Linked DNA regions of Drosophila melanogaster: regions 1, 2 and 3 are each linked to region 4. The links are chromatin contacts, called in public Hi-C maps. All regions are on one chromosome and are shown on one strand. The core of a region is the stretch at or near the end of the contact, and the rest is flanking DNA. Distances in the headings are between cores, read along the strand shown.

Region 1 (6,362 bases), core at 2,161-4,660, 3.6 Mb before region 4:
TTATACATAACTTTGAGAATGTTGCCTTACGACTTTTACGTCCGTTCTAACTAGATACAAATATTTACCAATGGTCCTACAAACGAAATATACAGTTTGTCAAGAAACTGTTTACACACTGTGAAATAAGTTGAATTTTTGACTTTAAAGCTAAAAATTAAAGGTTTTTTGCTTAATTAAACGCATTTTTTTTATAAAATATAATTAAACAATATTTATTTTACTTATAAATCAAAAAACAAATTAAAAATATTAAATATACAAGAAAAAAAACAACAAATTCCAAGTTTAAACACTTTTGAGACTGTCAAGAAACTCTTTACACAAAACACTAAATCGATGTTTAATCCTAAATTTTTAAATTATTTTATTAAAATTTTAAAAGTTTTGGTATGTAGTATGTTCCCCATTGGCTTTAGCTACAAGTTGAAGCCCTTTTTTCATGGATTGGACAAGTTTTTGCAGGTCATATTCAAACGGGATCTTTTCACACTCTTCGACTATTACAGTCATAAGCTGTTGTTGTGTTTTAGGTTCCTTTTTGCCACCTTCTTCTTTAAGTAGGTCCACAAATTTTCAATGGGGTTCAGATCAGGACTCTGAGGGGGCGTATCGATCACTTTACCACAGTTATAAGGGCGCCAGGTGCGTACATTGCACTCTTTATGTTTCTGATCATGTCCTCTTAAAATATAAAATTTGGCTTGTTGTTGCTAACTAGATCAAATTTTTCTGCACTGGCCTTCAAATTTGTTTTTTAAAATTCCTAGATATTGCACGGCAATTATTGTGCCCTCAATTAAGGCTAGTTTTCCCACTCTACGGCTGGTGATACAGCCCCAAACCAACAGTGACATTTTTCCAAATTTTATCGTTGGAATGATATTTTGTTTTTCTAGCGCACTCAACGGTTTGCGCCATACTCTGCTTGGCCCGTCGTTATAAAAGAGCATCATTTTTGTTTCGTCACCAAATATGACGTCATCCCAGTACTCTTCCGCATGATCCATCATGCTCACTGCGAATAAATGACGCTTTTCAATATTGGCATCTGATAGCAAAGGGTTTTTCCTTGCAACTCTTGAAGAGTACCTATGGCGTAGGATGACTTGGCGCACAGTTTCGTGTGACACAGCTAGGTGACATTCTTGCCTGATATCTAGAGCAAGTGATCTGACCGAGATTCGGGGGTTCGCAATCACTATTCGCATAATAAAGCAGTCTACACGCTTTTTAATTTTAATTTTCCGCCCACCACCACTCTTAGGTTCAAGCCTGCCCTCTTTTTCCGAGCCTTTTAAAACATTGTAGACGGTCTTACGGGATACAGGAAACATTTATACTAATTCTGGAAAAGATTTTTCCAACTGGTGGTTATAGTTTATTAATTGGGTAACTTCAAAAGTTAATCTCTTTCCAGGCATTTTATTAAATTTAATAATTCGCTTTAAGCACGTTTGATCAGCAAAATTTCACAAGCAAAGTCAACAAATTTCAATAGAAGCGTTGTAAAAAGCAATGCAAAGCCAAAAATAACGGAAAAATCGAGTTCGTTCTAAGAAAAAGAACAAAACAAAGTAGGAAAACAAAATGTGTAAAGAGTTTCTTGACAGTCTTAAAAGTGTGTAAACTTGGAATTCGTTGTTTATTTTCTTGTATATTTAATATTTTGAATTTGTTTTTTGATTTATAAATAAAATAAATATTGTTTAATTATATTATTTAAAAAAATTTCGTTTAATTAAGCAAAAAACCCTTAATTTTTAGCTTTAAAGTCAAAAATTCAACTTATTTCACAGTGTGTAAACAGTTTCTTGACAACGTACATAGATCGAGCAAAAACTTGTACAAGAAAAATGCCACTCAGATATTGATGAGTTATTTTCAATATCTTATTGAAAACATCCAAATGACTCGGTAGAATAGATTTTCTACGTTTTGGTGCAAGCTTATCTTGAATTTGATTAGCCATGATTTCACCTGATAACTAGTTATTAAATGTAACTGAACCAAGCACCGCGATTAGCTAGCCGACCGCACACTTGAAGTTGCGTTTGCAGTTTGTCCCGGAGCGAAATCTATAGCCCCAAATATACCCCACTAGGTGCATCCTCCTGCTCGTAGCCCCCTATCGTCTTCACTTGCACATCAAGTCAATTACGATAAGCGGTTACGTGCCCACTCCTGAGAAGCCTCACGAATCAACAGCAGAACATGACACAGCTGATGACATATCGCTCATATGGCGCTGAAGTTTATGGTTTTCGCGATCCTCAAGCTTCTTCGCAGCTGATTTATTGGTTGTTGATATACAGCTTATACTAGTTACCTCGCAAAAGGTCCTATAACACAAATCAAAACATTGAATAGCACTGCTAGATCATCTTAGATCGCTTGGGTGAATTAGTATAATTGTATTAGCCAAACCATGGCTCATTTTGGAACTGCTGCTGTTAAAGTATACACAAATCATATGATATAATATTACAGGTGTTCAAGGTAAAGCTTCCAATCCAATGGGGAACCAGGAAAGGACTCTTTAGGAGACAAACACTTGGTGTTGGTTTTAGATTGATGTCTGCACGTACTACATAGGCTGTCCGATATTCTCAGACGTAAAAGTTTAAAAATAGAAACAGTTTGTTTTCCCATTCAACTCATCGCATTGTCAGATGAGATTCGTAATTGCCCTGCGATTTGACTGTCTCCGGATTGCTAACATTCTGCTCCGAGATGGCACCTCTCGAGTCGAGTATTTATTTACCTTCGGCATTACGTGCCCGGCCGCATAGTGTATATGGCACCCATGCCCGATCTGATAGCACCTGCAATCGCAGCCGGACTCGCATTCTTCCGGGCGGAGGTGCTGACTTTGTAATTATTCTGTTGCGCAGTTTGTTGCGTCCAAATCTTTAATACTCGCTTATTTATTTTGCTTTGCACCCCGGCATTAACGAATACAACAAACATGAACCGCACACATCGGAGCACATATAGAAATTTGTTCGTAATTTTATCTTTCAGCCAATCCGGCTGAGTCATCATCAACCCCACACTGTGCAGTAAATTATTTTGTGTTCCTGGATGTGCAGTTGTAGCTAATAAGTGCAACATATGAACTAATTCAGATAACTTCCCACCCGATAGTTATGATATTTTCTTTTTACTTGGATACACAAATAAAAGCCTTCATTTTTCTATGTTACTGTTGCAAATCGATTTTGTCAGGTGCAGTATTTTCTACCTTCTTATCGCCCGAAGTGGGTGGGTGGTCCGTTCGGCCGGGAGGTCCGGAGCGTTTTGCCTACGTGCCGGGAATACGCAAGCGTATCGTTCAAATCGTGTTATCAGAGTTTAGCGAATGCCTTAGCTCCGAGATTTCAATCTGCGGCGGGATGTGTTGTTCTTTATCAAACAATTAGCGCAGTCGGACCGACGTGATCTCATTTCCAGGGGCTTGCAAAATTCCGTCATTGTTTAGAAATGTGCTAAAATACATGTGTCAAGCAACTTGCTGGGAAAAACAAACAATACGGTTGCGCAAAACTCGATGAACAGAAAAAGTCGAAAAAACCGCATCTTGTCGCCACCGAATTCCAATTTGAATCAGCAATATTGATAGGAAAAGTCAATATGGAATCAATCCATTCGCGGATAGTTTGCTCTGCTACTTTTTGATTTGCCTAAGATTCAGCCAGAATGCATTCACCTTAGCGTTGCTCACCTCATTTTTTTTCATTTCCGAACTTGAATGTCTAAATGTAGTTTTGAAAGCAGAGAAAGTGCTTTCCAGTTTAAATCAAATAAAGTTTATTTAGATCGAATATCTTGCGATGTGAACTATGCAACCATTGGAAACATTAGAAATATAAAACTATTGCAATGGTATTTAGTTTAAAAATATTCGTAAATTTCCTAGGGATTTCCTTAAAGGTTCCCCTTTTCTATTTATGTTATCCACTTCCAATTGGGTGTAAACCCATGTCTGTGGTCTCCTTCAGCTGTGTGATGGATTCCCAGTGATGGATCTCGAACCCAGTGCGAGCCCGAGCGAGCTACGTAGGCAGACGCACGTCACCAAGGTCGACTGCCACTCAGTGCGTGTGCGTCGCCACGCCCCTCTCCCAGGTGCTTCTCCGCCCACCAAAAGGGCTGCGAGTTGGTGTGGTACACGTGCCGCAGTCGCCGTTGTCGCACGTAATACATCACAGACAAAAAGGGCGCCAATCGATCATTACAATGTACACGAAAACGTGTTTGCACTAAAAGAAATCAGTTCAGTTTAGTGGCCATTTTGCTTCGAAACTGGGTTGTGTGGGACTTATTATTATTGTTAGCCCAAGGGTATTACCAAATAATAAATAATGTATAGACAGGACAGAAGATAGAATAATCTTTATTCCTATTCCATAAGATACTTTTGATATTTTTCGTTACCAATTTTATGACTGATTTATTTATTATATATATATATTATATTATTATATATATTATATATCTTGGTTACAGAATGTTGGGCAGATTTCTGGGATATTTCTTTATTTTAATGGCGCTTTAAAAGGTCTCCCCGATTTCTCTGCGTGCACGTTGTTTGGCGGCGACTTTGAACTGGGCCGTTGACCCAATTCTTTGGTTCGCACATTCGCCTAGCTTCCGCGTGCTTCCGCCGTTCTGTGCCTCATCTTCGTTAGTGTTTCTTAAGCATTTTTAGCAGATATTTGTATCAAACATTTTAAATATCTACATTATCGCTGACCTTCTCACACTCCCTTCGCTGGCGACCATCTCTTTCTGACTCACTTGGCTCTCGCATTAACGCCTGTGCGTGTGGCTTCTTTGCGTTTGTATGGGTCGCTCGCATGTGCGTGTGCCAATTGCGCATTGGTGTGTGTGCTGGGCTACGTGACGATTGTTGCGCTTGTCTTTCTGCCTTACTGTTTGCCTCCGCTTTTCCCCGCTTTTACGTTTGCAATTGGTTTGGCTTGGCAGAGAGTGTTTAAACTCTCTTGAAGGGCAAGCGGAACGAGTAGCTTCCTCCCGCTTTCTGGAACCTTGCGGGGTATCCGATCCCATAAATTGCACGTTCAGTTCGGTTTTTCGCTATCTGCAGCTGCCTTTTACCTTTTACCAATATGTACGTATTTTTCATTATTTGCTCTCACCTACCAAGGTGCTGCTTATCGCCTTAAGCGGCTGCTTCTCCTTCGATTATTTAGCTGCTTCCCAGGCCCCCAACTTTCTGATTTACTCGTAGTTTCATGGACGCTCTGAGATAGTGATGAACGGATTTGGGAGGCGGACAGAAAATAGCTAGAAAAATTTGGTTACAGCAAACGAACTACAATTTGTAGTCCAAACTAAACCTTTTCTACGATCTTGATGTTATCGTATTAAACGATTGTATTCCGAATCCGGGATAGACGTACAGTTCACCTTAGCCAATTTTGAACTGGGGTTTAAATGCCTCAAGTATTGCTCGTAGATGTCCATTTAATTTATAAACGTTAACACATGTTCGACTAACACACCAGAATTCGAGCACTCATAATCTAGTTTTTGGCCATAAAATAGCTAGATTGTTTTCACCTGCTCTTAAAACGCTCTGCCTCTCTCTCCTTCGTAACCAACGGTAAAGAGCGAGAGCGACCTGCTCAGCTGCCGCATTCGGAAAACGAACGGCGACGAGTGCGGTTCGGTTCAGCTGCTTCACATTTCACTTAAATTAGTTAACCGAAGCTGAGTAATACACAAACGTGACTAACTGTGCATAAACAAAGTCAAATCAAAACAAACATCTGCCAGTGAAACAAAGCGAAAAGTGAAATATATAGGCAGCCGGCCCCAACAAATGCAAACTGCAATAATACGTACCTCCCCACCAACACATTTGCACCTATATACCATATAATATAACCGCCGGTGTACGTATAACTCGCACTCTTTCCCTCTAAAATTCGAGGCTCCCCTTCGCATAAAACTCGCTGCAAATTATAAACTCCCTTCAGTTGCACGTGAAATTCTGGAGGAGTCGTTTGAGAACCCGTCATCTCCCAAGAACAGTAATTAACCAATTCAGGGTATCTAAAAAAGGATCCTGAAACAATTCAAATGCCAAGAACTTAATTCACCCTTTCTCTGCACAACAACAACTAATAACTCTGTGGAGATACAAAGATAGGACTTCAGTCTTAAAGCTGTCTCAAGAGTAATAGAGTTCTTGTGATAACAGTGAGAAGCAAGCTGACTAATCAAGGCAAAATGATAACCTCCACGACCACGGACTACAAAAACTTTTTTAAACACTCGGCACATCCTGCCAATGCTGAGCAGTACTTTCGGGAACTTTTGGACAAGCGGTAATG
Region 2 (5,666 bases), core at 1,554-4,053, 3.1 Mb before region 4:
TGTCCTTGTCATCATCTTGTTTGACTCGCCGGTTTTTGTCCCTTTGTTTTAGCTGTATTAAAGAATAAAATATAAAAAAGTATTATTATCACTGCTGTACTTTTAAAAAGAAAACGAATTTTTCGATATTTCATTTAACTTTTCATTTAAAATACAACATTGACTTTTAGGTTTTAACTTTTGCCCACCTGTATCCGCTCAAATAGTTTTTCCAGAGTCCGTATGCTCTCCAGCTTGCGCTGCGCTATCATCAGCTTGCGCTCCTCGATGCGAATCTTTTGCGAGATCTCCACTTGGCCGCGCTCCTGGATCTTTTTCATGTGCTTTTCTTTGCGTCTTTCTTCGCGTTCACGCTGCTTTTCCGCTTCCGCTTTTTTCAACTCTTCTTGCTTTTGCCTGTAATTTTTTTGCAATGTTGCGTGTTTTGTTTTGCTTTTGATATATTTGTTATGCATAATAAATATTTGTTAACTGTTCGTCTAGAAGATACAGAGAACGGTTGGCTTAAGGCTCGCCTCGACCAGCGGCCGCCAGGTGAGAAGCAAAAATAAGTAAATGTAAAATGGCTGGATATGAAAACAGTAGAAAGGCAGCCATACTAAACGCGATATATTTCAATTTCTAATTCTAATATAAGTCAATGGTAATCAACTTTCTTCTAAGGTACATAAGTATGTACTGAAGATCAGTAAGTTAGAATAAAAATTAAGATTTAAGCAGATCTGATAGATGCATTGCCATTTGGTTACTGTATTCGTTTTCCGGCCTAAAAAGTTATCAAACCTTTCGCGATCCAATTCCTCTTCCTGCTGTTTTTTAAGTTTTTCCCGCTCCTCGTCCTCGGCCTTGGCTTTCGCGATGAACTTTTTCCGAATCCGTTCTCGGCGCTGTATGTTCGAGTCACTGAGATGCTTCTGTTTGTCGAAGCTCACACAAATGTTGATGGCTTGAGTCTTGTCCACAAACTTTCGGACCAACTTATTGCCCCTGAACTCGTCCATGGCCCGGACGAAGCTTGAGTACTCCTCGAACTGAACATATCTGTCCAAAAAAAGTGTTAGCTACACGAACTTAGTATTCGTATCTTATTCGAAACTTACCCTTCGAATAGAACATCCTGCTCGAAGCTAAACGTCCGCATGCCGTTAATGTCCGCCTGCATGCTCTTTCGGTACGGATCACAGATAGGTATGTCAACCATCCGGACGCGTCCGAACTTTTCAAAGATTCGCTTAAAGATGTTCTCGCTGGGCTTGACGTTCTCCTCGTGCTCCGAGTGACGCGGACAGAACCAACGCATGGGCAGATGGCTGATGTGAATGGTGTCCGGACGTTCGCCGGCCTTCATTTCATCCATGTTTCTGGCATCCCGGAAGTATGAGTCCCAGTCGTGTCGCGTTGGAAAGTCATCCTTAGACTCGGCACAACGCACTCGGAAGGACTCACTAAAGCCGGAGATGCGTAGAGAAATGCCGTCCAATCGTTGGATGGCCGCCCTAAGACGTTTCCGCTCGTCCAGCTCAGCTTCCAATCGGATGGTGTTTACAGTGCTTTTCGAGACCTGTTCGGGCATACAGATAATGGAAATTCGATTCAAATTATATGAAGTGGATGCGTATCCATACTTACATTTCTAGATATTTTGTTTAAATTAAATAAATGTTATTTTTGTGTGTAGTTTGGCATGCACAGAGTTAAGATAAGATTATTAACTTACTTTGAGCAGGAGAAACTTGTCCGGCTTAAGCTCGGCGCCCAGTTTGTCCATTATCTCCAGGTTAGATACGGATTTGCCGGACTTGATCGTCGGCAGCGACACGGAGATTTGCATTTTGGCCAGCGGCTTGAGGTACAAGCTGTGCGGCAAGTAAAAAGGAATGCAGTCTGCCACATTTTCTATAGTCTGGATGTGGGTCATTTTGAAAAAGTGTTTTTTTTCGGTTTTTCGTTTCGAAACAGTGCAATGTAATGAGGCAAAATACAGAAAGTAATATTTGTGTGTCTATTACCAAGTAAGACTCCCAAGCATAGAGCTAGACCCTAAGGAGACATCCCAAGAATCGCCCAGGATAATGCAAAAGGAAAATGCCGCCCGTGTCCCTTGCGTAGATGAGTGTTTCATGAGTGTGGGTGTGAGTGTGAATGTGTCTAGATGAGAATGGGGGGGGGGGGGGGGGGAGGTGTGCTAAGGAGGAAGATTTTGATGGGTGCCCGTATCGGTTTGTTGTAGGGACTTGGGCCACCTTAACTTTCGACCGCTGCTAATGCTACTTAAGTATAATAAATGCTGTGACTTTTTATGTGCGGATGCTGCGCTATTTGCTAAAATAAAAACTCTATTGGGTTATTTTATTTGCACTTTTCACTAGAGGCGGCCGACTTTCGATAGGTTTGATTTACGAAACGAATAGGGATGGACTAAAAACAGGGTTCTCTGGGCAGTTGATGGTATTCTCAAGGGCTAAACAGAATGGTGTAAGCTGGTGTAAGAAGCAAGGTGCAACAAATACTTAACCAAAATTAATGTTAATGCGGGGATATACACACTAAATAAACTTTTGAAGCCACAAATACTAAATGGAGACCCCAATATTAACCTGAGATATTTAAATTTAATTTAAATAATGTTCATAAAAATCATTTGGACATTTTGTAACTCTTAGAATTAATACGTCGCACTGGAGGCCGGGCATTTAAAAACAAGTTGGCAGCTATTGAGTATCGTTTCCGCACCAGCTCTGTTATCGATATCAACTTGAAAATATGTTGTCATTCTCACATCGCGAGGCATAAGCAAAGACAAAAAAAAGTGAGAACGAAGTGCGTTATTTAATTTTTATACCATTTAATTTAATTAGAAATCTAAGCAAAGCAACAAAATGCGTGAGTGAAATTGTGTGACTCCAAATACCTAAAAGGCTCCCGTGCCCGCATCGTGTAAATGGCAAAAAACTGACGCGAAAAGTAAAACTGCCAACAACAACAAGCAGCAGCAAACAGAAAGCATAAGCAAGCACTAACAACAACAACAACAACACTCACAGCAGCAGCAGCAGTAGCAACAACAACGCAATTGTGATAGACAAAGAAATAGATTAAGAAAAGGAGGGCAACAGCGAAGAACAGAAGGAAATGAGAAAAACGAAAACAGCATAAATTATTTGGAAAATATTTCCTTGCTCGAACATATTGATAGACATTGGGACTAAAAGAAGAGTCGAGTTAATGCTTTTTGCACATTTGATACGCAACGAAAATAGTTTTTAAAGTAATAGGTAATACGCAGGCAAGAGAAGAAGCAGAGCCATACAAAATAAATAAGAAGAGCGTGGAAGGCGAGGAAGAGAATAAAACAACACAGTGGCGTTGAAAGAGAGGAAGCAGCAGACGAGCGAAAATAAAGAAGAAGCGATACAAATGTTATTGTTGCTGTTGCAAATAAAAACAATCACATAAACACATTTGAAAACAGATACAGCTACAGCTGATGTAAAATAATTTGCAGAGCCTGTGTGTTCGTGCCCGTTTACAATTGATTAAAGCCAAAACACGAACACACCGCGCACACAACCAGGCAACAATAACACTTCACACACGTACACTCACACACACGCAACACAGTCCCACTGGAGACCATTGTGGAAATTGATTAAAGAATATAAGGTGAGTGTGAGTAGGGTATGGTTTAATTAACCGTTAGTTATAGTTTAAAGCACACCAACGCCAGGGGATCCGACGACGCCCTTTTCACTGCAGAAATTCCATCCGTCTTCTTTTTCCACCCCTTTCCCCATCCGCCTTTACAACAAGTGCAACTACATACACCTGCTGCCATTTTCTTTATTGTTTTTTTAAGAACGTCAGCAACCCTCACGCTTTGGTTGTTTTGTGCGTCCGTTTGAGCCAAATTGCAATTAATTGCCATAATTTACATATTTTACAAGAATAACTCGGTGTCTGTGTGCATTTGTTCGTCATTCGAGAGCTTTTTCCTGTTAACTGCACTGCACCCGAATAAGTGCAAAACAAGAAGGAACAAAGCAAAACAACAGCTGAGAGAGCGAACCAGAAGGAAAGAAGCGGATGGAGTGGGGAAAGGGAACCCGTAGAATGAGTTGCAGATCGAATTATCGAATATCGATAAGATGCAGGCGATCAGCTGACCATGTTTACTCTACTACACTACAACCGATTTTTAGGTTTTAATTATCTGCTGTTTTAATGGTCTGCTGTTCTTTGTTTTTCTCTTTTCTGTTTCTTGGCTTAACTTGTTTACTGCAGTTGGAGTTTTTGCGTGAGTCATATGCAGTTTATACCCCTTTAAGATGATGTACATATATGTACATAATAATTAAGTGCAGGGGACACATACTATTAATTGCAGTTAGACACTCACACAAACACACATGCATAACCAAACGCCAGTCCGCCGCTCTCATAATCGTTCTCCCTGAGAGAAAGTGTTTTTATTTTGCCCCCCACAAGGACAAAAAAAAGAAGGGAGAGCTGATAAACTCTGACTGCGCTGTAATCAGTTTGCAGTGACAGAGGAGTTCAGTTTCAGTTGACTCGGCTTGGTTCAGGGTTTCTGATTGCCGTCCTCTTCTCCCTCTTCGCCTACAAGTCCGCTGTTCGGCACCGTGACGTCACCTAGACTTACACCCCTAATCAAAGATCCACTAGTTTAGATTTCCTGCATCAACGCCATATTAACTTTATAAGCAGTCGTTATATCTCAAGTAGGCAAAAAAGTGTAATAGATATGTATCTAAATTGTCGTACATTCTATTTATTAAAATTCGTTTTTACATCCAACAGGTGTTATTTTTGAAGTCTTAGATAACAAACAATATTCGAATTATGTGGTAGAATACTTAGCAATATACGCACATACATATACATATGAACATTATATCCAATGCTTTAAAACCGGAATATCAAGACAACATAATGCAACATCTGGTTCCGAGCTATCCAGGCAATCACATTTTTGAAGTTCCCCCGGTTATCACACATATATCGATACATACCCCGAAATGTGTAACACAGATACAGCTCACCATCCCTCTGATAAGATCTTATCAGTTCGGGGCTTGCTCGCTATCGTGATTTGGGTTGAAGGGTCCGCGATAATTGCATTGGGGCATGCCATTGGTAATCACAATTTGGCTGATTAGTGCTGTCTGTCTGTCAATTCCAACGGCTATGTATTTCATCAATTTGCTTAAGTGTACCTGGTAATTTTACCTCGGCATTACAGATGATCCTGAGCTAATCGTTCCTGGTATTTCATCAGATATAAAAGCGGCGTACCGTTACACATGTTCGCAAACTGTGGACAATTTTGAGAAAACCATCCGTAATAAACCGCGTCTTGGAAATTTAGAAGTTTAGTTTGACGGAATGGTGAAATTGGCTTAGGTAAAAGAAGGACCGCGGGGTCAGGTAAACGCTGGTGCGTCGGCGTTGGCATTGACTCATGATCGGCGTTGGCATCGATCTTTAATTCTCCGACTAATTATGATTGAAACAAAAGTAGGTACAAGAACTTTCTCGAAATTAACAAATTAATTAAATATGGTTTATTTGTGATTCACACGAGGAGCTGAATTGGTGATGCTGCTTTTGTTTAATTCAACTGAATTTACTTGATGCAACTCCCTTCT
Region 3 (5,893 bases), core at 756-3,255, 3.2 Mb before region 4:
CTTTGGCGCAAGGCCTGCAGATCACGTTCGTGGCTGAGTTTCTCCGTTTCCAGAAGCTTTTTTAGCTCCTCTGATTTCATCTCCGCCAGCTGCAAGTTTCGCTGAACAGTGGCCAAGTTTTGGCGTTGATCCTGCAACTCCTTAAGCGTGTCCGATTCTCTCAGCTTTCTCAATTCATAGCCTAATGACTCTTTGTCTGTGGCGATGTCAGAATAGAGTTTCTTAAGCCGCTCGACCTCGCTCTGGGAATCCCTCAACAGAATCTTGTGGCGTTCCAGCTCCAAGCGCAGGTTGTCTGCAGTTTCTCGAGTTCGCAACTGCCGATTTTCCTGCGAAAGCTGATCGTAATTTCTTTGAAGGCTCTCGTTCTGCTGCTTTAGTTGCTCCAGATCTTCTTCAATCTGCTGCCGTTTTTCCCTTAGTGCATCCCTCTCGGCCACAATGGAATTCAGCTGTGAGTGCACATCTGACTCCTGCTGTGATCTGTGTTTTTGCTCTTCCAACTCCTGCTGCATTGCCTTCACTTTGTTTTCCAACCGCATTTTGCCTTCGTTTAGGGTTTCCAGCTGAACCAGGGATTGGTTCTCCTGGTCGCGCAGCACGCGCAGTTCCTGGTTGCGTTCCTCCAGGAGCTTCTCTAGGCGTCGCACTTCTTCCCGCTTGTTCTTCAGGTTGCCCAGAGCTCGATACAACTCCTGCTTAATGTGACCGACTCTGTCTAGAGGATTCAGCGGTGTGCTACCAACAAGGCGCGATCCACCCATTTGACTTAGCCGACTAGTAGGCGATTCGTCCGCCTGATGCTGTTGAATAACCGAATCTATCAGGTCAAGTTCCGTGGTGGTTTCGTTTAGGCGCTCATGGAGCGAAGCGACTGTTTGCTCCAAATAGGCAATGCGGGCTTTCAAGTCAACGATGCACTGTTGCTGCCGACGATTTTCAGCCTGCAAATCGGGTCTTGCACTTAGTTGGTTGCAGCGCATTTGGGCCTCATCCAAAGCTTGACTGAGCTCGTTAATCTTGGCAGCCTTATCTACGAGCATTGTTTCGTGACCAGACTGCAGAGCATTGTAGCGCGAGTTTATCTGATCCAACTCATTTTGCTTGCGATCAAGCTGATCCTTCATCTGACAGAGTTGCTGCTGCAAAAGATCGGACTGGGCTCGGTGCGCTTCCTCCATTTGCTTTAAACGTAGGTCGGCGTTCCGCTCCTCCCACTTCTGCTTACTGGCCTGCACCATGTCGTATTTGCTTTGGACGTCCGTAAGCAAGGTCTTGGCGGCCTCTAATTGACCAACTAATCGCGTGTTATCTTCTTCCAACTGCTTCTTTTCCGACCGCAGCTTGTCCAGATCGCTGTCCTTATTGGAGCACGTCTCTTTGGTCTCCACCAACAGCTCGTGAGTGTTCTGCTTCTCGCGAATGGCGCGGTCTAGCTCAGCCTGCATGATGGATAGGTGCTTTTGTAAGTCATCCAGTTTTTTGTGCGCAGCGTTGGCCACCTGGTTGACATTCTGCAGCTCATTATTCTTAGACTCCAGCAGGATCTGGAGGCGATGCATCTCGATCTCGTTGGCTCGCTGAGCATCGTCCTGCAGCGGTTTATGGTGCGGATGTGATGGGTAGTTGGGTAGAACTGGCGGCTGTTCCAGTTCCGACTGGTAATTCGTCGTCGAGTCGATTGTGTTCTCTTCATCGAGCAGATCGTCGAAGGCATTCACCATAATCCGTCCAAGCTTGCGTAGAATTGGAATCGGTGACATTGTTTACCAGGAATTCCCAGATCGCTTACCTCTTCCTCGCGTCGTTTCTGATCCTGCAGCGCCTCTTCCTCCTCCTGCCGGTCCAGTGTAGAATTTATGTTAAGGGCATCCGCCCCCTGAAAGAGGCTTATACCTGGCGTGTTCATATTCGGCTAAGGGGACGCCACAAGCATCAAATTCAAATAAATTCCGAGGCGCAGGCGCTATTTTCGTAGGCAACTCTAATTTTCTTCCTCTTGCTTCTGTTGACACTTTGACATTAACATAGTAACGCGTGCTGTTAAGTGCAGTAAGCGCTTCTGTAGCGAAAACATTGCGTTCACACTACATACAGTCTAGAAGGGAATTAGGTTTTTATTCTATACTTGTACATAAACTGTAATTGTTAAATTTAAAAATAAATATTTTCCCAAAAAGTTGCCGATATGTCGAAAAGATTGTGGCCCCGACAATAGACCTGCCAGGCATACACAAGCTTGAAGATGATATTGTATGTATGTATTATCATGCCAACTATGGTTCCGTCGTATCATTGATAGGGGGAGCTGTTGTGCATTGCAGAATGCAGTAGATTTGCTATTGGAATATACATACATATGTATGTCGTGTTAGTCCAGATGACAGGTATGTATTTTCAGACACGGCCAGTAATTTTTTATAGGATCACTTTATAGAAAGAATTTCTTCTACCTTTCAAATACATTTCAACGAATCGAAAAAATATAACTTGCTTTTTAATTTAATGGGAGTCCGCTCATTTCATAATATCGAACAGCTAAAAAATGTTACATTTCAAAGATATTCTAAAAATATGAATACCAACTAGACTCCAGCAGGATAAAAATAAATCGCTTTAAATTGTTAACCGGCAATTTGTACCAGAATTTGCACATACATACATATGCATATATGTATGTATATATATCCTAACACCGTTTTAGAAGAAAAACTCAAATGGATTGTTTTTAATTTTTATAATAAAACTTATTATTCAGTTAGTGTTGAGTGTCCTTGTTGCAATGCAAAAACAACAGCATACTTTCTTTTTCAATTTTTTTCATTTTTATTAATTTTATACAGACTGTCCATTCATAAACGCACTTATATTGGGACATTTATCTAATTTCTCGGGATCTATTTGGAAAACCTTGGACAAACGTTTCCAACTTTGCGCATCAAAGTAGTAGAAGGTGCCGCGCTCTTTTGTACCATTTTTTTCATATTGATCAATGCCAGGAATTCGAGTTATCCATATTTTCTCCTCCACGTGGTATCGCCACTCGCGACTATGCCTGCGATGGGAGCAGAATTTTAGTATATATGTATGTTCTATATATGTTCATACGAAGCTTAGATAATAGCTACGCAAGAGGAAGTACTCACAATTCAGCAGCTGCCATCAATTGCATCATATCGCCGATGTTCGTGTAAAAAAGGAAAAAGAGCAGGTCTTCTTGCAGCTTTTTCAGTACCGGCGCTGTTAGTTTGTCTCTTATCGCAAAGTTAATCAGATATTCGGGTGGCACGTTGAACTCAACGTCTTGTGCTCTGAAAAAAGTAAATGCAAATCCAATGTTACTAATTTGGTACACCTCTTACTCAATAGTACTCAATAAGCAATTAAATTATGTAAGTTTATTATGTAAACTGACCTGCAGGGCTGTGCTACGAAGGGGCCAGCGAAGGTTGTATGCAAGCTCTCCTGCGAGTTCAGGTTCAGGCCTAAACCCGTGAGATCCGTACCCAAGGAGAGCGTCACCAGATTGGGATCCGTTTCTGCAGCCCGAATGAACGTCAGCAGGCCAACCATGCCGAACTGGTTGTTCACCATGGTCGCTGGTATGTTTGTGACCTTCCCTATTTATGCAAAACGAACGAAAGGTAAATTTGTTACATTTTTAAATAAATAAAATATTTCATGGTACTATTATTTCTGGATAAAATGGGTCAAGGATAGTATAGCTGTTGGGCTTTTGTGATGTACACCGAAATCACCGAATTATAATATGAAACAAATAATAATAGAAACCAAGAAATCCATTGATTAAATGGTATCAATCATCCATAGAGTGTTCAATTCAAAGCTCCAAATGATCAAAAGGTCAAAAATAGCTCTCTCACATGTTGTGAGAAGTGTTCCAGCACTCACCATCTGGCGAAGTTTGCACGCCGCTCTTTACAAGTTTATCGTTGCTGGAATTATCGTTCAGATGCTCGCCGCCCGCTCCGCTCCCAGACGAGCCGCTTCCACTCCCCAGGCCGCCGCCTACGCCCATCATGGCATTGCTGTTGGGTACGCTGTTGACGCCGCCAATGCCGCTGTTACTGCCCACCAGTCCTACATGGGACCCGCCGACAACGCCGCTGGCTGCATTGCCGCCGACTCCTCCGCCTCCTGAGCTACCAGCTCCTCCGCCGCCGCCTACTGCCAAGCCCCCTATACCACTGCCAACGGCACCGAGACCATTGCCGCCTACAACGCCGACGTTGGAACCGCTGCTGCCGCTCGCTGATCCGCTGACCACTATCGAATTCATCGGCTTTTCCGTGCCGTCCAAGTGGTTCTCTGTGGACGCACCTCCGGAGCCTCCTGTTCCGGCGACGCTCCCCACCGCGTTCGTTGTGCCGTCCGAGTTTTGGGTGCCCGGTAACGCAGGGAAGTCCTCGTTAGACATCGTGAACTCCGATTGCTCTGACGTCGGTTGCTTCACCATGCCAACTGAAATCAGAAGAGGAGCGAGATGGTCGCCCAGGGCGAATGAGTGAAGCGAAGAAATTAGTACTAAAGCAGTTTAAGCTCATACAATACACACGATTTTAGTTAATTTCTTTTTCCTCAACCAATTAAAATCAATGAGTAGGTCCAAACAGCATTTGTTCAAGGTTTTAAGACATGTTACTGTGAATTTAAAGTTATCCTTCACCTATATATGAACTTATAAAAGGTTAAGTCGCTTGCTTTATGTGAACAGTTTCTTTTTATTCATTGATCATGTTTCAAAGTAAATGAGATTGCATATAATAATATGTTTGGAGTATAATCCGGAAACACAATTTCATTTCAAACTCTAAATTGCAAAAGCTCTTCATGGAATCAGAAGCCCGTATTCGGTTGGACCAACGTAGCCAAAGTAAATGTCCTTGACTGAATCTAGTTTTTGCAGCGTTTGCCATACCCAAACCAACACCCGAGGTTAGTCCCAAATACAGCGTAGCATATCTAAGTGGGCTTAATGAGCTGATCACGAGACACCACGCTTACAACCGATTCTTAATCGTAGTTTTAAAAACAAAAATAAATAAAAAGAAGTGGATTTTGATTTGAACTCACAAGAGGTAAAGAAATTACCATAGGGTTTGCTGCCCGGCGGCTGGAGCGGATTCGATTGGGGCAGTGTCTGGTCGTTCTGGCCGCGCGCATTCGTCAGCGAGGGGAACTCCGTGGGATCGAGCAGGGCAGGCGTGGAGGTGTCGCTACCACCGCCGCCGCCGAACACGTGGAAGTTATTCAAAGGACCGCCACCGCCTCCGCCCGTTCCGTAGCCGCCGCGACCCGTCTGCATGAAGTTGCCCATGTTCGACTGCGGAAAGAGATAATGATTAGCCAAGTCTTAACAATTTATTTTTAGAATTAGGACTGACATCTCCAACTCAATCTTAATAGAGGGTATATTTTTTATGTAATGTGAAAGCATTTGTAACTTCTGAAATTAATGTATATTCCGTTGTATCAAAAATATTTCCTTTATATAAATCTGATCGATCAGCGATACGATTCTCTGATGCAATCCGAAGTATTGAAGTACTAAACCCACAGTCAATGGATATAGATATTGTTATATGTTTTACTTTGAGTATCTTGGACAAGACCGAGTTGGAGGAGTTAGACTTTGTTGTAATGCCGCGCTGCTTACCATGGGGCCACTGCCCAATCCTTGCATGGCTCGCCGCTCCACAAACTGACGCTGGCCGAAGAGGTTGGCGTTGCGGTTGCCGCTCGAGATGGCGGGTCCGCCGACCGACAGCTGGGCATTCCGGTTCGGCGACAGTTGGGGCTGCTGCTGCTGTTGTTGCTGCTGCTGCGGCGCCTGTCCGTAGTTCGCCGTTCCTGGATAGGAGTTGGCGAAGTC
Region 4 (6,201 bases), core at 3,273-5,772:
CTAAGTTCCTAATGTGGTGGTCCTAGGCATCTGAGCCCGACTCAGGTGGAGTTATCCAGAACAACCACCTGTGTGTTTTGGTATCTTCGCCAGGCACTCTCCGCCCTTTCCAAGTATTCACCGATCTCCTGTCGCTTGTTCAGAAGGTCGTACTTCTCTAGAGCCAACTTCAGGAGTACGTACTCCAGGCTTCGAATGCCTCCGAGATTGTTTGGATCCCTTAGGTTATCGACTAGGATTACGAATTTCTTGAGCAGCTCCACCAGCTGCCCAAAGTTGCTCAAATCGTCCAGATTAGCATCCACCTCGTTGACGTATCGCATACTCTGCTTAATCCTTCTGGCCAAATCGGTGCTCCTGCCAACCAGGGGTGAGAGCTCCGTATTCAGCTGTTGCACCGATCTGCGCGTATCGGTCACCTTCAGCAATGCGTCCTGATTATACTGATCCTGATCTGTCCACTGGGTCATCGGAGCCTTAGTAGTCGCTCCTTCGTTGTCCACCATAGATATCCGATCGTTCTCCACAATAATGGTCTTGTCGATGGTGTCGGATGCATTCGGCGGCTGCTGTACGTGAAAGTCCAAGGTGAAGTGAAACCGCATGCTACCCTATAAGGATTAGAAATTTTGTTAAGAAACATCCAGCAGGCTTGCACAATCGGAAACATGCCTGGACCAAAGTAAATGCTGCTAGGAAAACCAAAATAGTCTTAGAGGACCACATCTTGTCGGTGAACTGGGAAATGTTTGACTGATTCCAAGCTGAAATCTCACGATCAGACCACTTCATGCAATCCAAGCTCGACATCGACGCTTATCAAACCACGGGGTTATCACACATCGTTCCCACTTGACCGATAACAGATTCATTCACATTCAATGAGTTTTCTAGCTATGGGAATACATATTGCCAGACAAAGCGCAAGTCACGTGTTCGCCGAGATGAAAAGTCAATACAGTGAGGTGAGCGATTGCCAACCTAAAACCATTTCAAGGCGCTTGGAATAGCAAGTATTTCAATTTGCTGAAAGCTTCGTATCCAATATGACCTCTATGGAAACTAGTAAGTTCTTTGAACCTGCCGAGGGTATACAGAATTCAGAATTATCTTAAACTGACTAAACGAATGCCATATCATATGTGGTCTATTAATATTAATTAGTGGTAGTTGTATTGTAATAAAACAATGAGTATGCAGATTGTATGCATTATTGAGGGTGATCCAAAAAGCAGTTAATATTAATTGCCTGATATGGATATAGTTCCCATTTGGTATAAAAATTTAAACAATTTAAGAAAAAATGTGTGCTATATAAATATAATCTTAATACATGTGACATAAAAGATGGACTGGTTAATAGCCCGCATGGGTATTTGGAGTCCGTGAATCATCCACCTTTTTTGGGAACCCATTTCACAGAGTCATTTCCGTTACGAACTCAACCGAATTTCCGACTCTCTAAGGGTTAACATCTGCTTGACTACACTACGCTTATCATCCGTCTGAGGTAACAACAACCGCTCTTATCGCTATATATGATGTTTACGCGTGCAATAATAATTATAATGTACACAGAGCCACTATAGCGATAAGGTGCGAATGCTATCAGGGTCCGCAAGTACCCCACATATATGTACATATGTATATGTACACAGTCGAATGTTTGTTTGTGCGAAAGTATGCCTTAATTTAGAAAATGGTATCAAAGCAGGGCAGTTCATGGAAGCGAAGCCATGGCGATAGGGGCAGGCCAAAGAAAAGCATAAAATGTGGGAATACGAATGGGAATCAATAGTAGAAATTGCGCAGCAGAATAAAATTATTCCACTGCCTGAAAATAACAAAAACCGAAAGGAAAAAAAATAAAATAACCGTTGACACACACTCACATGAGATTGCCCATAATATATTCACAATTTATACACATAAAAAACTGTTGATATTTTTATGAGCACGAAAGAACCAAGAGTTCAAGTGGAGTTTCCTAGCTGGTAATTTTCTTAAAAAGTTTTGATAAGAAAAAAAACATAGTGTTCCAGCGAAACATCAATAACAGCAATAAATGAAACTCGAAAAGATCAAATCTTTATAGCCCATAAATACATTAAAATACACTACCAGAATTCACTTGAAGTGAATATTTTTCTCTTGTGTGTTTAACTTATTTTTATATTTATATTTTTTTAATATTTTTCTTCGCCATTTGCGTACTTTGCACGCATACGTACATACATACATATGGTTGTACAAAAATACAGGGGAGTGAGGAATGGGGACTGTGACCAGGGGGACGTAGGAGATGGGTGGCCAAGGGGTCGTCAGAGACCAACGCACAAAACTTGTAAATACGAACGCCTCCCATCTCGCTCCACCAGTATCTCCATCCCGCTCGGCACACAGCGCGTGTGGCGGCACAACGTGAACATTCGGATGTGTGTGTATCTTACAGATACCAATTGCGTAGATACAGATACATCTACGGGCCCAGTCCGAGACCAGTGCACGCAACTTTTTGTTTAGCCACATCTCGCTTTGGATACCCCGCAGTTAGGGTATATTGGACGAAAGCGTTATCTTATATATTTAGAACGCTTTGCTAATAAGCATAACAATTTATTTTACATTCAGAAATTTATAGGTTATAAACAATGTACATCGAAGTGATGTCTAAATGCCAATCAAGGGGTATGAACGATTCCATTTAGTCACGTTTCCCCATGATTTATACATATATCTGTTTTTTCTTTAGCTCTGGGCTTTTGTTTTTATGTTTGCAATCGCGAATTCAAACGGTCGTGTGGGGGGAGGGGCGAAGTATATACCCCTTCACCGACAACCTCGCTGAAATCCACTATCGCCGTCGCCATTTATAGATTGCAATTAGCTTAAGCAAAGCGCCATTAAAATAAAAGAGAAGCAACCAAAAGCAAAATAAAAACAAAATTGTTTACGCTTTTGATTTGCCTTAAGTTTGTGTGCAGACATACAGGCATCCAGGGCAACAAATATGGGTAGCACACATATGTAGATACATATCTAGTGGAGTTTGAAAACAACAATGCACGAGCACCTACCGGATACCCATAAATATTAAAGTTTCATCTAAATATTTTACATTTTTATTCCAGTATACATATATATACTGAGTATATATACTCATATACTACTATATATATACTCTGCGTGCTTTTCGTCACTACGTAAACACCGTCCTCAGTTATACATACATATGTTCATGTATATGTATTTCTCGGGGGTGGCCTGAAAATCGTTGAGAGCATTACACAAAAATTAAAGACTACGGGTCTCAGCATTAAATGAATTCGTCGAGGGAAAAACGCTTTCGATGCTCAAATATGGACAACCCGTACAGTTATTGTCTTGTATTCATTCGACTCGATCGGATATGGTACATATAAAGTACAAACATAATGGTAAGTACATATATACATGCATATGTATGAACGTATTTACTTCAGGGGTAGCGAAGCGGTAAACAACGACACCGAATTCAAAACCGAAGCCCATTGCCCACATAGTGTGTTGCCTGTGAATCCAGTTTTCTTTTGCGACATCGTTTATAAAGAAATCCCAAAGCGGCGAGGTAAAAAACAGAAACATCAAATGCAGAGTAACAATTGGGGTGATGATTCATTTCATCCGAAACTCAAATCGTTTTCGAGACTTATCAAAGCACGTTAAAATTGATCTAAATGGGTATACAAATTTCACACATATATTTTTGTTTAGAAAACTGCATTTAAAACGTGTAAAGTTGCAGCATATTTGTTTCTCTGTGTGGAGCGCGGTAGGTGCGAGATAAGGTGATTCGAAGCACGTTCACCACTCGCACGGCGTCTGTTTTTTCTTCGAGCAACCTCTAGAGAAATCCACCTAGATAATACTAGTTTGTACCGCCAGTGAGTCACATTCGCGTTTTGCCAACTTACCTGTGAACTAAACTGATCCAACAGCTCTCTCTCTCCACCGTCCTCCTTCTGGGATCGCCACTTTTCGGGGGTTCCATCGAAGTCGCGGACTTTTACCTCCTAAATCGAAATATCCAATAAGCCATCCATACCCATATTCACTTCAACTTTGTTCAATTTTGCAATCAGCCAAGCTCCATTTTTTAAACATCTGTTTCAACAAAGAACTCATAGGAAATCATTATCATATGTAAATGGGTTTTTAAACATCTAACCAAATGGAAATTCCCTTCCTATCGCTGTTGACACTCGAAACTCGAGAAGTTGCCTTGACTCAATTTTTTCGAATCGAAAAAGTTAACTCATAAATATTTTGGCTTTGTAAGCAATTTTCAGTTTGAAAAAGTTAAAAAGGAGCGTATTTAATGGATTATAAGCTTATTTCTGATCCAAGAACTAAAAACTTTAAGCTAGTAAAAATAGGATCTGGGCTGAAAAAATCCAATTTACTATATGGCATGTGGATTTTTCGGCCGGAGTAGTTGGACGTCATCTGGATCTCGTTCGGGGTTTCCATTGAAAATATTTGTATCTCTCTGTTCACGTTTTAGGGGATTTGGGGAAGTTGGATGGGTTAGGTGGGAATGGGAATGGGAATGGGATGTGGGGATTCATCGACTGGATGGGGTGTTTTTTGGGAGGGGATTTACACATTGATTGTTTGATCGTTAGGCAATTGTTTGTTTTGTTTGAGTTTTAACTTGACTTTGCTGCTAGCTGAGCTCTCTGGCTACGATCTTATCGGTCGTCTCATATCAATTTATGTATATAAACTTCTTAAACATGTATGTATCTATTTTGTGTAGTGGTGATGTGGTAAAACTTTTAAACATTTATCGTTATCATGCTGACTGCTGTGTAAGAATCTATAAAATGCTTACATGTTGTTGCGTATCTATATAAATTTCCTCAACGCACAATGACAATTCGCACTTATTGCATAGTTGTTAATGGATTCGCCGATCCGATTGCGGTTGCATCTACTCAGAACTAACATAGGAACAATCAGGATAGTTTTTCACATCGAAACGGAGTTGGAAATGGTTCTATTACATGTATGCCCTTCGGCTCTGTAAAGTTGCTTATCGTTTTATTTTACTTTGCATGCATTTATGTCGCAATATCTGGGTGTTTGTGAAATCGCAGCACAAATGCAGCTGCATTTATATATGTAATATGTATGTATGTATATTTATATGCATATGTACTATATGCGCATTTTCCTTTGTTTCGATCTCCTAGCAAAGCGCTTTTTAGTTTTCAATTTTATTGTGGTTCTTTCTGTCTTTCTGGTTGCTCGCTTAGATATCGTGCTCAAAAACAAAAACATGTGAGAACCTCGTAGTGGAATTTTTCGGAGCACATGTTGTTCGAATCGTCTGGAATGTGGAGGGGGTTATGATTCTCTACGGGGGGTACGGGGTATGGGGATCTTGCCGATTAGCTCTGGAATTAAAAGTGCCAACGAAAAACTGTACGTGATAACGCAAATAAAAACACAAATTTGTGGATTTTTTTTTGGTTAATCATACAAAGCCTTCATAAATTTCTTTACGAAAGCCATGTACAATTGTTTATTTCTTTTTTCTATTGTTTTGTTGTTGTTGTTTGGTTTGTGGGGTTTTCTTTCTTTTTTCTCAAATTTTAAAAGTTGACTTGGATTTAACACATTTCCAATATTGCTTTACAATTCTTCTCAGATTTTTATTCACAATCGTTTCTATAATTACAATATAGAATTGCGAGTTTGCTCTTCATATTCGCATTCATCTTATGGTCCATTTAAGGTAATTGTAAGGGTATTTAATTAATCGTTTTCTCTTCAGTTGTATTTGTTTTTAATTTGTATACATACCAGGTTTAAAAATATAGCAAAGTATCACAAAAAATTGCAAATTAAATTGTAAATTAGATCAATGGAGAAATTAAAAAAATACATAGTGCTTGGTTGCTTTCTTTTCATTGTTTTTAGAACGACGAATCATGTTTCGGCTTAAATAAAAGAGGTTAAAAATAATATTCGAACTTGGTCGAATCGTCGTCGTTACGCTTTAAATTTAAATTAAAAAATTGAATTTGAATTATAATTTCAGAGGCCTTCAATTCGCAGTCGCCTTGGTTGGGGACACAAACGCCTTGGACTCGCAGCATGGAGAGCTCCGCCGCGATCTTGTTTCGGGCTCCCAACATTGAAATGGAAATTATTTTG

What was found. Hi-C and Micro-C count contacts between places; a contact is called where the count stands out from the background.
Region 1: a contact with region 4 is called in a Hi-C map of the Kc167 cell line, with 2.4 times the contacts expected there. The contact joins the promoter of Tim17a2 here to the promoter of CG9837 in region 4.
Region 2: a contact with region 4 is called in a Hi-C map of the Kc167 cell line, with 2.5 times the contacts expected there. The contact joins the promoter of Atg17 here to the promoter of CG9837 in region 4.
Region 3: a contact with region 4 is called in a Hi-C map of the Kc167 cell line, with 3 times the contacts expected there. The contact joins the promoter of asl here to the promoter of CG9837 in region 4.

What each region holds. Positions count from the first base shown.
Region 1 is chr3R:5,259,282-5,265,643 of dm6, forward strand. It overlaps Tim17a2, which reads right to left and starts at 3,411. Exons shown (of 2, transcript NM_141267.3): 1 at 3,245-3,411. All of the region lies in intron 1 of Hph (HIF prolyl hydroxylase), which reads left to right. It overlaps lncRNA:CR45793 (long non-coding RNA:CR45793), which reads right to left and starts at 5,230. Exons shown (of 1, transcript NR_133327.1): 1 at 4,476-5,230.
Region 2 is chr3R:5,666,910-5,672,575 of dm6, forward strand. Atg17 (Autophagy-related 17) reads left to right here and starts at 2,804. Exons shown (of 5, transcript NM_206434.2): 1 at 2,804-3,663. It overlaps Xe7 (Xe7,), which reads right to left and starts at 2,425. Exons shown (of 8, transcript NM_169093.3): 1 at 1,718-2,425; 2 at 1,101-1,561; 3 at 784-1,041; 4 at 189-396; 5 at 1-52. The coding sequence starts at 1,918.
Region 3 is chr3R:5,604,538-5,610,430 of dm6, forward strand. asl (asterless) reads right to left here and starts at 2,006. Exons shown (of 3, transcript NM_141300.2): 1 at 1,793-2,006; 2 at 1-1,736. The coding sequence starts at 1,909. Rga (Regena) reads right to left here. Exons shown (of 8, transcript NM_169080.3): 3 at 5,678-5,892; 4 at 5,095-5,344; 5 at 3,913-4,482; 6 at 3,416-3,620; 7 at 3,147-3,311; 8 at 2,738-3,055. The coding sequence ends at 2,836. sisRNA:1 (stable intronic sequence RNA 1) reads right to left here and starts at 5,074. Exons shown (of 1, transcript NR_163206.1): 1 at 4,708-5,074. It also overlaps asRNA:ASTR.
Region 4 is chr3R:8,809,057-8,815,257 of dm6, forward strand. It overlaps CG9837, which reads right to left and starts at 4,523. Exons shown (of 2, transcript NM_001170086.3): 1 at 3,954-4,523; 2 at 1-611. The coding sequence starts at 605. The coding sequence ends at 42. aqz (aaquetzalli) reads right to left here. Exons shown (of 2, transcript NM_001275461.2): 2 at 4,434-6,201.